Regions from separate parts of the Mus musculus genome. Here region 2 is linked to region 1. The links are chromatin contacts, called in public promoter capture Hi-C maps. All regions are on one chromosome and are shown on one strand. Each heading gives the region's core, a stretch centred on a gene start, on an enhancer-like site or on the middle of the called end of the contact. The rest is flanking DNA. Distances are from core to core; before and after follow the strand shown.

Region 1 (5,475 bases), core at 1,358-3,857:
AATAGTTCAAACTCGTGGTCCTCCTGCCTCAGCTTTAAAGTCCTGCGATAGCTGCTGCAGAGGAGAGAATTCTCCCACACACTGGAACATGGATGAATGCTGAAGTTAGATTCTGAGAGACGGCAGGATGGTTGCAGCGTGATTTCGTTTACTGGGGCCCCTAGAGTACCTATTGATGAGGTTGGAGAAATGGGACACTAAGGAGGTAGTGGGAGGGGAAAGGGGCCAGGGAGAGTGTTAAGTGGAGACAGGGTCTCAGAAGGACATGGAAGGGCGTGGCCATTGGTGGGGACAGTTGCCCAAGCCATGGGTGTACTTAACACCATCAGAATGGATGCTATAAAATGGCACTGCCTTTAATCCTAGCAGTGGAAGCAGAGGCAGGCAGATCTCTGAGTTCAAGACCAGCTTGGTCTACAGATGGCGTTCCAAGACAGCTGAGGCTACAGAGAAACCATGTCTGGGGTTGGGGGCTTGGGGGGAGAGTGACAAAACAAAACCCAAGTCTGGAGACTTTAGCATGATAAAAATGAATAAATCATTATGGCTGATGTCCCCTGAAGGGACATGGGTCACAGCCCTCCTTACTCTGGTTTGTAAAAGGGGGACCCAGTGGCCATAGTGACTATGTTCCAGCCTGATGAGTGTCTTAGAAAAAACCCAGTTCCCTGGAAATATGGCCCTGAGCTGATAGCTGATGCTGGCTGCCACTGCCCTTCCTCTGAGGTTTGGCAGGGCTCTGGGATTGTTCTTGAACCCCAGCCAGTCTACAGCTGGAGGCTCTGTGATATGTCTTCCTTGAAGTGTCTGGGAGTTGGTATCTTCCTAGGGACAGCCTTGTGCCCCAGGCTATTGCATGCAGTGCCACTGGAAGGAGCCCTAAGGGGACCAGGCAACAGCCTGGGGATTAGGCTGTAGAGACCTGAGGATGGGGCCCCTGGCCAACCCCAACGGCCTTGTGTGGCACTGGCTCAATGGAGAACTCACACGTTTCTAATGTCTGTAGCTGCTACTGAAAGCATTCTCTAGAAGTCTCCCAAAGACTTCTCACTCAGTCTAAAGTCAGGGCTACCTTCCCTGTATGGTTGGGCTCTACCCAACAGGTGAACCACATGTGTTTCTAGAGGGGTAGGAGGCAGAGAGGCCTTGGGTGGGCAACAAGGTAATCTGCTTCTGTGTCAATTTCTTATCTGGCATGTGGCTGTCGAGAAGCAGAGACCGGAGGATCATGGGCATGAGCTATACACTGAGGTCCAGGCTAGCCTGGGTGACATAACCTGTCAGAAAAACTACAAGAAAAGATTCGCATTCACCATCTGGCTTGGACCTTGGTTAAGTGATAACCATTGTCATTAGCCTGACACTTAGGCGCCAGGATCAAGAAACAAGAACTCCCAGAATCCTTTGGGGCACCAGAAAGCCTTTCATTTTGAGATAGGCTCTGGCTGTGTCTCTGGCTCTCGTGGAAGTCACACAGCAATCCCTTTGCCTTAGCCTAAGTGCAGAGATTGTAGACGTGAGTTATACTAGCCTCCTCTGCATGGATTGGCTTGACCTAAACTGAGCTGGGCTCTCCATCGACTTGCTTCTGCGATTTCAGAGTGGCAGCCTGACCTAGCTCTGCAGTGGCTTGGTGCAGCTCAGCCTGAGGCTGGTGAGATGCTTACAAGTCATAGCTGGTTGCTGCTTGGTGCTGGTGGTCATGTTATGAGCAAACTGGTCCCTGGTCAGTGGGCTCCGGATTAGGGCTGTGATGGAGGCCTCTAGGAATCTCGCTAAGTCTCTCACTGGTTGTTTTCATCTCTCTGAGCGATGTGTAGGATTGAGTGACAGATGGCAGATAATTGGGAGTGGGTGACAGGCTTCAGTATTCTACTTTAATGGCTGTTACCCGGTGATGCCGGCATAGGCGTCTGATGCTCTGAGTACTTCCTCTCATGTCCCTGAGTCATGCAGACTTAGGAGGCCTCTTCTCCACTCACAACCGTTTCCCTGAGGGCAGAATCCAGTTCGGTTAACTTTGCTTCGTAGTACTAAATACCAGTTTGGGGCCTCGACAGTGCGGGGGAGTGGGGCGGGTTAGAATGAAAAAAAAAGGAGCAAACAGGTTCATTAACAGCTAAATGAATGAATGACTGATGAAAGGATGAATGAATGAAGTGTTCTCAGCCTGTGCTGTTCTGGGTCAGGGCTGAGTGGGAATGTCAAAGGGTGTGGCCACTATGTGAGCCATGGAGTTGGGGTTAGAGGGAAGGCTGCCTGTGGGCTGCACCAGTGTTGGGGTGCAACCCTTGTTGGGCAGCACCTAGTTTTCCAAAGGGAGTCAGAAACGAGGCTTTTGAGACTAACCTTGGTTATGTCTGACAGGGTTTGGGGGTGGGGTGGGCACATAGACACTCTTGCTTTTTGTTTGTTTCCTTTTCTTTTCTGGGGAGTGTGTGGTGTCAACTTGACAGGGTCTAGAATCACCTTGGAGACAAATCTCTGGATGTGTCTGTGATGGAGCCATCCTAACTGCTGGAGCAGAGAAAAAGGAGAAAGATCCTAGCAGTCATTCACCCCTCCCTGCTTCCTGACTGTGGACACAGCCTGGCAAGCTGCCCCTGGCTTCTTCCTCTATTGCCTTTCCACCAAGATGGACTGCGGCTTTGATCAGTGAGCCAGATTAGCCTTCCTTAAGCTGCTTCTGTCCTACGTATGTATGTATGTATGTATGTATGCATGTATGTATGTATGTAGCAAGCCAGGGGCCTGTGCACATACCACACAAGTGCTCCGATGTTAGCATTTGGCCCTTGAGACTTGAGCGTTGGAGTTTCTATCGAGTCTGGGAAAATTACTGCACACCAGAAGCCTGTTAAACAGTAACAGGCCCCAGAGCGAGAGCCAACCTCACACGCCTCCCGTAAGCTTCTCCCACTGACAGCTGTCTGTGGGCCAGACACGGTTGATATGCGCACCTGCTCCCTGGTCAGCATGGTAGGGGTTCTCCTCTGAGGGACTTTATTGGGGTAGCCCTTGGGAGCAGAAGGAATATGGTCCGGGGATTGACATACACATAGGTGCCCACGTGTTTGCGTCCAGTCCAGTCCAACCAGGGAGCTTCCTAAGAACCCTGGAGTGGCTCTCACTCCACTTGTCTCCAGGGAAACTCACTAGGTCCTGATGTTGCCCTAGAGGATGCTGGGACCTTCTGATGGAGCCACCTTAGCCCTCTTTCCTGGGGCTCTGACTTTTATAGCTGGACAGGCTCTCTGCTTTGTCAAGCTGGGGTCAAAGTGAGGTCACAAGGCTTATACCTTGAGGACACCTTTCTACTTCTGTCCCTAAGATGTATCTGCCTGCTCTGGTGTGTCACCGGAGCAGAAACCAGTTTCCCCATAGCCCGAGGGACTCACCGGCCACACCCTTTGACGTCTAGGGATCATTTGAGGATGAGATTATGCATCTCCCAGCCACTCAATCGGACGTCGGCTTCACCCTTGTGTATTAAGCTACTGTAGCAAAACCCTTGAAAACATTTATGGATAACCAGCGGGCAGGTGCTGGCGTTTCCCCAGGATGTACAGTGAACAGGTACTTAGCTCTAGCAGGCAAACCATGGCGCCGACACAGTTCCACCGACATCGTGCATGCATTCTGGTTGCCCCAGAGCCTTGCCAACACTTGTGATTATCAATCCGTCTCCTTTTGGCTGTGCTGGTATACGTCATAGAGATTCTTGTGAATTTGGGGGATATGTCCAGAGTTGGGGAGGGCTTTATGATGTCACAGGCCACCAGTCTTTATGCTCTGTCATCCTTTGGGTATGGTTTTCAGTCTCAAAGCTTTCCCATGATCCAAGGTAGCTCTGTAGCTCTCTCCATCAGGACCGAATTTCTGGGTGGGGGTGGCGGGTGTTTCACTGAAACCACCGGAACTTTTAGTGTGGTGGGAGGGGCTGCTGTTACAAAGATTGGTCCTGTCCATTTTCTTTTTTCTTTTTTTAAGATTTATTTATTTATTACATGTAAGTATACTCAGACACCTACAGTATGCATAGGGCATCAGATCTCATTACGGATGGTTGTGAGCCACCTTGTGGTTGCTGGGATTTGAACTCAGGACCTTTGGAAGAGCAGTCAGTGCTCTTAACTGCTGAGCCATCTCTCCAGCCCTTGTCCATTTTCTTCCCTGCTGTGGTTTAGGCCTAGCACACAGCCTCTTGTGCACTGGGTGCTCAGCAGAGGCCTCGTGGATGCCAGGAACTGAACCCAGGTCCTTTGTAAGAGCAGCCAGTGCTCCTAACCACTGAGCCATCTCTCCAGCCATTCCTGGTGTGTTCCTGGTGTGTGGTGTCTTCATGCCCTAGGCTGGATTGTCCTTTGGGGCCCATCCTTCCTGTATACATAGTAACTCTACAGGGCTAGTACATTGCGACTGGCTGGCTGGCTCAGAGCTGACAGGATATGTGTCTCAACCCAGATCCAGGGCTGGTGAACCCAGTGGCAATGACCAGAACTGTTTCCTCTCCCTCCTCCTCCTCCCTCTCCTCCTCCTCCTCCTCCTCCTTCTCTTCTTCTTCCTCTTCTCTCCTTCCTCTTCTTCCTCCTCTTGTTTGGAGATAGGGTTTCTTTCTGCATCCCTAGCTGCCCTGGTAGACCACCAGGTTAGCCTTGAACACAGAGATCCACCTGCTTCTGCCTCCTAAGAGTTGGATTAAAGGTGTGAGCCGACCTCTGTCAGCCTGGCTCAAAAACCTGGTTTTTTTTTGAACCTGAAATGTGTTTGCTGTGATTCTTGGGGGAGGAGGGACTGGATTTTGCAATTTCCCAGGTCAGATTAATGATTGCTTTGCGAGGGCTGCAGCACCTGAGCTGAGCCACACTGAGCAGGGCCTGGAGAGGCTAGGTACAGTGTCCTGGAGATCCTGTGCAGTCCTGTGTGGGGATAGAGGCTGGGGGAGCTTCCATCTCTGTGATCTTCATGAACCAGAGGCCTCTGAGCCTGATGCCTGTGCACCTGGGATATATGGTCAGAGAGTTAAAGAGGTGTAGTGACCAGAAGTGTCCTGTTACCCACACAGAGGGTCTGTTGGGTCCCTAGCACCTCATGTGGCGGCCTTGATCAGCTCCAGCTGCCTTTTTGTTTGTTTTTCTTTTGAATGGAGCCTCTGATGTCCAAGTGTGTTCGGTTCCTGCAGACTGACCTATATCCTGGCCATCAGAGAACCCGCTAACCCCCGGATTATGGTGCTCACTCCCAGTTTGGCTTGCCCAGACCCCACCTCAGACTCAAAGCCTTTGTTTCTCTGATGCCCAGCCACCCTACCCAATCCCTCTCTGGAAGGCAGATGGCTTATTCTGTGCTTATTCTGTACCCAGGTCACTGCTGCCAAGCACATGCCTAGTATGTACTGGGGTCGTGGGGGAGCAGGGGTCCAAGCAAATGATCAGAATGCTCACAGACCTTTGTGGTGTGGAGCATGGAGATTGC
Region 2 (5,696 bases), core at 717-3,216, 99 kb before region 1:
ACTAGGCCTGTAGACCAGGCTGGCCTCAAACTTAGAGATCCCCCTGCCACTGTCTGCCTTAAGTACTGGGATTGAAGGTGTGTGTCACCACCACCTAGCAAGACTCTGTCTCCAACAGTTTTGTTGAGAGTAAATGTTGGTGATGTGCTGTTTCACTTCAGCTTGTCTGTCACATCACACATGCTCACATGCTAAGTAGCTGTCACCGTATCAGTTTCCAGAACCTTCATCCTCACATGACTTACTGATTTTCTCCCTCTCGATCTCCCCAACACATGGAGCTGTCTGTCTGTTTGTGTGGCTGAATATGCGCCATCAAGTGTCAGGCTGCATCAGTCGTCAGCAGAATAGAGTGAGTTGTTTACCTCTGGGTGATAGCAAATGCTGCTGCAGTTCTTTTGTCACTTGGGCCACTTGTCACAGAGTCCTGGGAATGCAGCCAAGCTCTTTTCAGTTAACACTCAGTAAATGCTTTCTCTCTGTGGGCTGACTATGCTCTTGATCATGTCCTCTGAACCACATACTGCTTTATCTCCTGTTAGCCATGCCTGTGTGACTTAAGCAAGCAGTGTACCACTAAACACCTGCCTGCCCATCTCGTGTTCTCTGTGTCTTCAGGCACCAGCTCTATCAGCTGGATGAGCCTCTGTAACCCCCTTTCCCAGTGCACCTCCAAGTCTGTGTGTCCTGACCAACCTTTGACAGCCATAGCATGTATTTCCACCATGAGTTCTTAGACTCAGTCATGGATACAAGGTGGCTGATGTGAACAAAGCTAGGGTGATGTTAGCCCACCTCATACGTGTGAATATCCACGAGACAGGCAGCCTGTCAGGTGTTTGTTTTGATTTGGGGGTGGGACTTGAAAGGCTGGGCCCAGGCCAGGCTCACAGTGGTAGAGAACTTCAGGACCAAGAACAGAAACACATCTCTAACTCTGGACCATCCAAGCCCCTTGTCCACCAACATCCTTGTTCAGCTTCCGCTCCAGGCCTTTGTCTTCTGATGCTTCCCATAGCTGATTTATCTCAGAGTTTAAGTCCTGAGCTGTCCCCAAGGAGCTTAGCTTGGCTGCTGATGCAAATGATGAGAAATTTCAAAGGCCAGACTTGAACTTGTGACCCTCCTGAGTCCTGAGATGACAGACCAGTGTCACCATGTCTGACTTTGAAATCGGAAAATTGACAAGCTGAATACACAAGGGCTGACTCCAGTCATGGTGGCATGTGAGAAACTCCACGATGGAGGCATTGCTGTAGGCGTACATGTTTTTGCAACCTATTTTTAATAAGAAATAAGTCAACCTCTCCTAGCCCACCACCCAACAAAGGTAGTGAAAGAGAAAAGTTGCTAGGATATGGGGGAAGTGGACCTGTTCAGCAATAGTTCTTTGGGAGCGAGCTCAGTCTTCTTAGGCAGCAGTTCAGTCCTGTAGCAAACACCAAATACGATTCAGCAGCTGCAGACCAGTCCTGTAGGTAGGCAGACAGCAGGCACGAGCCAGCAACGGTTCAATCCTGAAGAAACTGCCAGGCTCACCAACTGGCCTGAGGCGAGGCCCCAGAAGAGGCAAGGTGCCACAGTTCGCAGTTCTTGGGCAAGTTCCTCTCAATGGTAGCAATATCACAGGTTGAGCTCAACAATGCTATATAAGAGGAACCAATGCACTTGTGTCTTTAAGAATAGTAAGATGAAGCCGGGCAGTGGTGGCGCATGCCTTTAGTCCCAGCACTTGGGAGGCAGAAGCAGGCGGATTTCTGAGTTTGAGGCCAGCCTGGTCTACAGAGTGAGTTCCAGGACAGCCAGGGCTACACAGAGAAACCCTGTCTCGAAAAACCAAAGGAAAAAACAAACAAACATACAAAACTGAATCAATAAAGAACTCAAAAACCAACCCAGGGGTGATGGCAGCTTTCATCTTTGTTGGTTGACAGAGTGAGTTCCAGGACAGCTGTCTTAACAAAAAACAAACAGAAAAAGAGCTCAAAAACCCAGTCTCCGATTGGCCAATGAAATAGACAGTTTTCAAAAGATGAAGTGGACGTGGCCAATAATAAAACAAAAATATTTAACCAGGACTTAGATGACCCAGATGACATTTGATTCGCAACCCCACCCCCACCCCCAACTTGGCGAGTACCAAGCATTTGTAACTCCAGTTCCAGAGACTCCAATGCCCTCTTCTGGCCTGCTCAGGTACTGCACACACTGTCTACTGGCAAATCATAAGAGTAAAACCCACCCTTACTAGCTATGAGAGAAATGCCTATCAAAACCATATGAGAGGTTGGAAAGATGGCTCAGCAGGTAAGAGCACTGTGCTTCTGTAGAGGACCTGGGTTTGGTTCTCAGCTTCCACATAGCAGTTCACAACCATCTGTAACTTCATGAGATTTTTACCCCTGTCAAAATGGCATTCCATAAGAGAATAAGAAATGAGCCAGGTATGAACATGCATTTAATCCCAGCGCTGGGAGGTAGCAGGAGGTAGGTGGATTTCTGAGTTGCAGTATAATTTAGGCCAAAGGAAGTCCTTGGACATGGAAATGGAAACCAGTCCAGCCACTATGGGAATCAGTGTGGAGGCACTTCAGAACTCTAGAAAGGCCAGCCATTAGACCAGGCAGTGCACTGCTGGGCATTTACCACAGGACTCCAAGGCAGCATACCACAGACACACTAAGCTATGCAACCAGCCTGGTGCATATCAAAGCAAAGAATGGGTAAGGAAAATGTGGCCTATGTAAGAGGGGGGTTCCTTTCAGCCACAAGACAAACAAGATAAGCCTACTCAGCAGACTAAGCCAACCACAGGAAGACAAATACTATATTTTCTTTTATTTGTGAATTCTAGGATCTATACATAAAGCCATACATTGTATGAATGGTGTGAAAGTAAAACTGGGGAACAAAAGGGGTTAATGGACGAAGAGAAAGGTGGAGAGGGGTTGCGTGCCCGATACATACATTATAAGCTCTGTGCAAATTGCTTTATGAAATCCAGGGTAATTTTCAAAAGATGAAATGGAGTCTGGGTTTGTTTTTTTTGAGACAAGGTCTCATTATTTAGTCCCAGCTGACCTGGAGCTCTATATAGGTCAGGCTGGCCTCAGAGTCCTTGAAATTGACTGCCTCTGCCTCTCAAGTCCTGGGAATTGAACTTGGATCAGTTGTCAATCTTGATGGCAGTCACCTTTATCCTGTGAACCATCTCAAAGTTTGTTGCTTCATCATTTTGCATTTTGAGGGAGGGTCTCGTGTAGTCCAGGCTGTCCACGAGCATACTATGTAGCTGGCTTTGAACTCAGAATCCTACCTCTACTCCTGGGTGGAGCTGGGGCTCAGACAACCTTGTACTCTGGATCTCCATCCTCTAAGCAGCAAGAGAACGGCTGTGTGCTAGCATTGCCAGCCTTGAGCCCCAGCCTTCTGGATACTTCAGAGCATTTGGATCATCCTGCTTTATCCAGGAATGTCTGGATGCTGTTGGAGAGGCAGCAGCTGGAAGACCGTACCTCCACAATTGACACCAGTGAATAAACTATCTTTCTCCAAACCTGCTCCAGTGGCCAGCATTGCCAGGTTATACAGGCCTGCTCTCGAAACAGGAGAGATGCTCACCCTCTCAATCAAGCAGGAAATAGAAAGCAATCATTTTCCGTGCACTTGGGCTAAACCCAAGGTACCGTCCTCACTGCCACATAAGCCAGACTGGGGCAGTATACACCTGGAGCCTCATCCTTGATGAGAATAAAGAATTTGGAGGATCAAGGCAATCCCTGTGACTGGTGGAAAAAAAGGATTCTCACTGGCACCTTCCTGTGAGAGAGTGAGAAGGGGTCTCACATAGCCCAGGCTAGCTTCAAGCCTCCCCCACAACTCAGGCGCTGGGATGACAGACATGCACAACCATGCCTCACTTATGCACTGCTATCTATTATGCATTCTAGGTAAGCACGCTACAAACTGAGCTACCCCCGCCCCACAACTTTCAAATAGTTTAAGTAGACATTTTCCAGCCCAATGGCCCTCGTGCGTGCAGGCATCTATGCGGTCGAAGTAGAGGACAGGAAGTTGCAGGCCATATATGCGCTGTACCTTGGTGGCAAACTTCGGAGTAGCAGAACAAACCTAAAGGGAATGGTAAAATAAAGCACGAGACCCCTGAGTTAAGGCAATGTTACCTCGCTGCCTACAGAATCTGTCAGAACTGCCCCACCACCACCACGCTGCCACCTTTAAAATCATGCAGGCAGTGCCAAGTCTCTACCCTCCGGCGTTCTGGGGGCTTCCAAATCTCAGTTCCACGCAGTTCTGTTCCCATTCACTCAAGTTCCGGCGCCAGGCCTTTCTGACCCTTTCATCTGAAACCACCCACCACACCCCACCACACCCCTACACGCGCACAGGGAATGTGAGCCTTCCGGCTGCTGTTCCCTGCAGATCTCTTGGATGTCACTGAGTCCCCGCACTTCTGTGAGTTCTCATAAAACATTCCTGGGATTCCTAGTGTTAGCTTCCAGCTGGGATCTGAGTTCCAGAAAAGCTGAGAATCCTTGCTCGGTCTTGGTGAGGTTACTGGGCTACTTGAAGATCTATTTATTTGGACACATTGTGGGTGTTCAACGGGCGCACATTACTCAGCAATAGTTGCTCAGGATGTTATAAGACCTTCTTGGAAATGCAATGTTTCCTACTCCATTCACAAGTAAACTGCGGGAGTTGGTTTACAGACCAGATTCCATCCACAGGTACAAGGCCAGTCTCCCAACGTAGGCCCTTTAAAAAAAAAAAAAGTTGGAGATGCCGGGGATTGAACCCGGGGCCTCATACATGCAAAGCATGCGCTCTACCACTGAGCTACATCCCCTGATGGAGAGACTTACTTTCCGGAATAGATAACAGAAATGAACCGCTTGCTGTTCTAAGGTTTGGGGTTTTTGTTTTTGTTTTTGTTTTTTTCCGATCTTGATTTATGATGTTGGTGTCATGTGCTGAAGCCTCGGGAGAAAGGAAAGGGGGAGAGGAACAGAGAGAAGGAACGTAGAAGAGGGAAGGAACCGTGCGCCCGTCACTATCTGTGTCTTTCTTTCTTTTGTTTTTTTTTTTTTTGTTTTGGTTTGGTTTTCCGAGGCAGGATTTCTCTGTGTATGCCCTGGCTATCCTGGAACTCACTCTGTAGACCAGGCTGACCTTGAACTCATATCTGTGTCTTTCTATAGCAGCTTGTCAAGAAACAGTTTAGCACAGCTTGTCCTCGTTAGTATAGTGGTGAGTATCCCCGCCTGTCACGCGGGAGACCGGGGTTCGATTCCCCGACGGGGAGGCTAACAGTGGTTTTTGCGTTAGCACTTTTAGGAAATGATGGATGTGTGTAGGAAGCTCTGAAAAGACCCTTACCGTGCCTAAACACAATCTGCTTTCAACAACTTTATAGAGACCCCTTGGTCTCACTTAGGAAACAAGTCTGACCCTGGTTATCTTTCAAACGCGAACTCCAAAAACCGCAACCCTGCTGCCTAACCAGGCAGCCTCTGCCGAGAGGCCCCTCCCTCCTTTTCTTCCCATTTTTCTTAACCATCTTACTCAATTTTTGCCCCGAAGATCGGTTTTTATCTTCTTTCTTTATTTTTAAAAGCCAAATAAAAGCACGCGTTGAGAAAGCATATATCAGTTGCCCATGTCTCGCCAGGGTT

The links. Capture Hi-C pulls out chosen DNA fragments and counts their contacts.
Region 2: a contact with region 1 is called in a promoter capture Hi-C map of liver. The contact joins two enhancer-like sites. A contact is called at or near these places in 3 of 115 datasets of contacts at active chromatin or transcription factors (double positive thymocytes and embryonic stem cells) and 3 of 9 other capture datasets (adipose tissue, liver and pancreatic islet).

Annotation. Positions count from the first base shown.
Region 1 is chr5:125,310,588-125,316,062 of GRCm38.p6, reverse strand. All of the region lies in intron 1 of Scarb1 (scavenger receptor class B, member 1), which reads left to right. It overlaps Gm32701 (a long non-coding RNA gene), which reads right to left. Exons shown (of 5, transcript XR_001784962.2): 4 at 5,449-5,475; 5 at 4,571-5,001. Among named protein-coding and RNA genes, the nearest start is that of Gm32701, 10 kb to the right of the region's middle. Within about 2 kb of position 2,607, at least 26 of the 459 cell types and tissues checked have an H3K27ac peak or open chromatin away from gene starts, as enhancers often do. A contact at or near this core is called in liver, where this site is marked.
Region 2 is chr5:125,408,646-125,414,341 of GRCm38.p6, reverse strand. n-TDgtc14 (a tRNA gene) reads left to right here and starts at 5,255; the gene lies at 5,255-5,326. n-TAtgc5 (a tRNA gene) reads right to left here and starts at 4,870; the gene lies at 4,799-4,870. It also overlaps a transcript of Dhx37 not described here. Within about 2 kb of position 1,966, at least 15 of the 459 cell types and tissues checked have an H3K27ac peak or open chromatin away from gene starts, as enhancers often do. A contact at or near this core is called in liver, where this site is marked.